Regions from separate parts of the Danio rerio genome. Here region 2 is linked to region 1. Evidence: chromatin contacts called from public Hi-C data. All regions are on one chromosome and are shown on one strand. The core of a region is the stretch at or near the end of the contact, and the rest is flanking DNA. Distances in the headings are between cores, read along the strand shown.

Region 1 (2,737 bases), core at 141-2,640:
TCTTAAGTAACATTTCGAGAGTTTTTTTGGGGCAATACCAGTGTATAAATTAAATTAAAAAATTTGTTTATTATTTTATAATTAATTGTGTATTATTTAAATTATTAAATAGAAATATATTTTACAAATATTGAATATATTTTACAAAAAACAAAACTATATAAATTATTTCAGAAACATTAGTTGCAAATTGCACAAATATAAACTTTAAATGTATTTACATTATTTTAATGAACAATATTTATTCATTATTGTGAAAAACTAGATATTATATTATATTATTATATCTTTTTCTAACAGGAATGATAAGCTCTCTGCTAGCAAAATATATAATATAATATAATATAATATAATATAATATAATATAATATAATATAATATAATATAATATAATATAATATAAATAGGAATAAAAAAGTGAGGGCAGCCAAAAGTTGAGTGCCGCCCTTTGTTCAATATGAGTTAGAAGAAGGGTGGATGGAAGGGGTCTGTGTCCCAAAACTTACTGAAGTGGTTACTTTTACAACAGTTTTTTATAAAATATGTTTTTATTTTTCACCTTTTCATTTTAGTTTTATTTTATACTTGTTAATGCATAATATTCAAAATAAATGTATTGTACAAATATTGAGTATATTTTACACAAAACACGAAATTTCATAGACAGTAGTTTTAAAATTCAGTCCGATAATAAACCATTTTATGACACAAAAGAGACCATATAAAAGGAATGAAATAAACTTTAAATAAATATGTTTAAAATGTTTGTGCATTAAATTAAAACTATAAATAAATATGTTTAAAATGTTTGTGCATTAAATTAAAATTTACCATTTACAATTTTAAAGAGTATTTATGAAATACAGTCCAGAGTTATTATAGTATATCATTATATAGGCCTAATACAATATGATATTTATAAAAATAGCTATAAATATATATGTAAATAGATTTGAAACAAAATGTTTATTTATTGTTCAGATAAAATAACCGTTAAAAACAAAATATTTAAAATTAGTTCATTATTATTTAATATACAGCACTTATAATTTTTTTTAAGTTAAAAGTTTATTAATATTTTATTAATTGAGAGTTTATTAACAAAACCATCATGATGACACCATAAGACTAAATGGACAAATAAAAACTTTAAATATATTTTATTTATTTTTATTAAAAAATTTGTTATTGTGATAAATATAATATAAAATGATATAATAATATAAAATAAAATATAATATAGATGATATATAAAATAATAATATGTAAATATTAAAAAATGATATATAATATAATATAATATAATATAATATAATATAATATAATATAATATAATATAATATAAAATGTCTGAGTAATCTTTTCCTAACAGAGGGCTCGTGTCACGTGACCAATGATGCTCCTGCAAGGATGTAGCTGTCAGCTGGAAGAGTTCGGCAGATATGATGTGAGCAGTTTACACAAATTTCAAGTACGTATAGTATTTATTTTCACTTATCTCTAATGCAGCCGTGCGCAGCATTTTTAAATATGTCCGTCTAAATGTCATAAAGTGCTATGAAAGGCTTTGTTTTGATAGCATAGGTTGCTAACAAAATGGAGGCGCGCGCGTCTTGAAATCCAAGTCAGCGCACATTTAGTGTATTTTGAACGAGCGTTTCTCTTGGAAAATTAAGGTTTTCACCTTTGTTTGAGTCTGAGTAATCACATATTGCACGCTGCTCAGTAGGGTTTGTTGTTTGTGTGTTTGGCAGGATGTGTGATCATGGAGATGGGGACGCGGAGGCGAGCTCATCTTCCACTTTCAGACCGTCTTTTGCTCTGGGCAACGTTAAAGGACTGCCAGGGAGAATTTCACACAATCCTCCTCCACCAGGCAGACTGACCTCCCTGCGGTCCAGAGACCTGACCCTGGGAGGATTTAAAAAGGTTACTCATTCTAATACCTTTTTAATGCTGTTTTTAATCTTTAACAAAGACAAAAGATTGGTTTAAAGGGATAGTTCACGCAAAAAAATAAAAATTCTGTCATCATTTACTTACTCTTTCCTTGTTTCAAACCTTTAACGTTATTCGTTTCTGTCTTGTGTTGAATTTATTGAATTACTTGTTTGTGTTTTGGATGTTTATTGTTTTGTCCATGTTTGGGCTCTTGCCCTCAGCTGCAGTCATCACAAGACAAATTTCCCTAACTGGGACAATAAAGTTTTACCTTACCTTACCTTAAACACAAAATAAATAATTATGAAAAATGCTGGAAACCTGTAACTATTATTGAGATTTTAAATTTGGTTTTGTATTCGCTCGTTCATTCAGAACTTGTGATATGATCATTAGGCATGGGCCGATACAAGATTCTGACGGGATGATAACCTTGGATAAAAAATATCACGGTTTCACAGTATTGTGATTACTTCTCTAAAATATATTCTTTTTAAATCTCTGGGTAAAAAACAAACTTTTTTTCCACTTTAAATACAAAAAATTTACTTTGAGAAACATTTTAAATATTTTCCAACAGTAAACATGTCAGGCTACAGTAAATAATTAAAACAAGTCTTTGACTTCTGCTGTCTTCATTAGTTTCAAAAACTCAAATTTCTTTACAATTTAAAGTAGCACCTTTAGATATGTTTTTGTTGTCGGAGATTTGTCCTAAAAAAAAACAAAACAAAAAAAAATAAAAAAAAAACGAGATAAAATAAATAATAATTAAAATATAAATAAAAAAAACAAA
Region 2 (2,737 bases), core at 104-2,603, 99 kb before region 1:
ATGTTTACACAAACGCCAACATGCATGTGCCTAAATACACAAAATCATTTAGTAACTGATTTGATGCATTTGGTATGCATAATAATAATAGTAAAAACTATTTAAATGTAATTATTGTTAATTATAATACTTTAAAATAAATGTATTTATTTATTTGCACAAAATAAATAAACACATACTTCCATATAGTGTAAGTGTATAAGAGCAAAATATTTTATACAATATCTTATAAATATTATATAAACATTCATTCATTCATTCATTTTCTTTTCGGCTTAGTCCCTTTATTAATCTAGGGTACCCACAGCGGAATAAACCGCCAACTTATCCAGCATATGTTCCACGCAGCGGATGCCCTTCCAGCCGCAACCCATCACTTGGAAACCCATACACACTCATTCACACACATGCATACACTATGGACAGTTTAGCCTACCCAATTCACCTGTACCGGGGAAACCGGAGCACCCGGAGGAAACCCACATGAACGCAGGGAGAACATGCAAACTCCACACAGAAACACCAACTGAGCCAAGGCTCGACCCAGCGACCTTCTTGCAGTGAGGCGACAGCACTACCTACTGCGCCACTGCATCGCCATAATAATAATAATAATAATAATAATAATAATAATAATAATAAAAATAATAATAAAAATTAAATACATTATTTATTAGTATTATTATTAGTAGTAGTAGTATAGGAGTAGTATATAACAACAGTAAAACTATATTTAAAATTATTTCTTGTTTTTAACAAAAAAAGTTTTGGTAGAGAAAACACAAACTCTTCATTTGAAATGCATTTTACTTATTTTAAATACTTGTATATATTTATTATTTATTTTTTATTTTTTTAAAAATACAGTACATGTATAACGCTCAAGTAAAACGATCACAGTGCTGTGCATTAAATATATTTATATAAATTGTATACTATAATTTTAGACATTTATTTAACGACATGGAATAATCTCAGGCATTATTAGAATTGATCAATCAAGTTACTAATTAATAAGTTAAACAGCACTTAGTCCCACATTTGATAAGTTTTCATTTTAGGCCATAGTTTTAATAATCAAATACTACAAGTGAAGATTTTCAGTTGTTTTTCACACACAAAAAGAGAAAGTCAAGTATTTGGAAGGGACGCAAGTGTGAATAAATAATTTTCATTTTTGGGTGAAGTAATCCTGTAAGAATGAAAAACACCCCTCCACCAAGTGTTATCGTAAGAGTAGCACTGGATAGAGAGATTTCTTCTGTCAGCGAGTACCAGCCGCTCTGAGGGAGGCCCGCGTCATTGCTCAATTTACACATTCCCCACTTCATCAAGTCTGGAAACACATCTCGCGTGCAGTTTTAGTGCAGTCTTTATCACTGTGCTGAACATCCCTTATGGGATGCAGACAACATGCGCATACAGTAGAAGAGGCTTGTACATAAAGTTATTTTAAGAGTCAAAACAGGCCCCCAGAATCTTGAATCTAATTTGGGTGAACCTCATGAGACCAGTCAAGGATATCGCATAAACATTATGAATTCTTGTCTGTGTGTGTATATACAGTTGTTTAATGGAAAGAGGATTTTTGTCAACCCATTTCTAAACATAGTAGTTTTAATAAGTCATTACTTATAACTGATTACTTTTATCTTCGCCACAATGACAGTGGATAATATTTTACTAGATATTTTTTAAGATACTAGTATTCAGCTTAAAGTGACATTTGTAGACTTAACCAGTTTCATTAAGTTAACTAGACAAGTTAGAAAAAATACTGCTTAATGCTGTGTTCACACCAGAAATAAATTGTGCTATTCACGCATAAATATACACGTGAACATTTTGTGTTTGATTGCAAACGACAAATTTGCTTAATTCGCGCATCACTTCACAATAGACGTGGATTCGCATCATGGCCAGGGCTTCTGTTTGCCCTGTCACTGTAGCTTCGTTGCTAAATTGTTAACATGCATTTTATTGAAAGAGTAGCAGTGCTTTATGTGCTTAAGGAAGGCTGAAAAACAACGTAGATTTGTTTGGGGTCGTGTCTGAGTCCACTAGATCCTGATTTCAGAGGTGCACCCAACTCTGTGAGTTAATCCACTCCTTCAGAAACTATACCTGGATGAGGGAAGCTTTCAGCGGTGCTTCTGACTGAGCCCAGCCCAGTTTGATGTTCTGTTGTCAGGTGTCAGCAGTAGGATTTGCCCTTGGGACACTAACAACAGGCGCTACGTCATAATCACTACAAGAGCAAGCTCCTGATTGGTTACACAGTGCGAATGTCCGCTGAAGTTCCAACTTGAGCGATCTGTGCATTAAACGGTTCAAGCATGTCAAACAAGCAAAACGCTCTGCTTCATTCGCACGAATCGCGCCATTTGCACCGCCTCATTCACTTGAATCATGCTGCAGGATGTCTGTTCATGTCTTTGCATGGACTTAGCATGTAAATTACTCATACTTTCTCCGCATTTTGTGTGGATGCACCCTAAGGGGGCTAATAATATTGAACTTAAAATGTTTTTTTTTTTTTTATTTATTTTTTTTAACTGCATTAAGTTTAGTCGAAATAAAACAAATTCTGTGAAAAATGTCTTGCTCTGTTAAACATCATTTGGGAAATATTTTAAAAAGAAAAAAAAATCATAGAGATGCTAATGATTTTAACTTTAACTGTAGCCTATATACTGTATATATGACTTAAATTATTTTAATGTAATTTAAATATGAT

The links. Hi-C and Micro-C count contacts between places; a contact is called where the count stands out from the background.
Region 2: a Hi-C map of an unstated tissue shows a contact between it and region 1, with 2.8 times the contacts expected there. The contact joins the enhancer-like site here to the promoter of zgc:171971 in region 1. A contact is called at or near these places in 2 of 18 Hi-C or Micro-C datasets (caudal fin and an unstated tissue).

The regions. Positions count from the first base shown.
Region 1 is chr12:7,837,126-7,839,862 of GRCz12tu, reverse strand. zgc:171971 reads left to right here and starts at 1,390. Exons shown (of 10, transcript NM_001109828.1): 1 at 1,390-1,471; 2 at 1,755-1,929. The coding sequence starts at 1,756.
Region 2 is chr12:7,936,132-7,938,868 of GRCz12tu, reverse strand. The region is part of intron 17 of si:ch73-51i5.2; the gene reads left to right. Among named protein-coding and RNA genes, the nearest start is that of phyhiplb, 65 kb to the left of the region's middle. Within about 2 kb of position 1,353, at least 4 of the 62 cell types and tissues checked have an H3K27ac peak or open chromatin away from gene starts, as enhancers often do.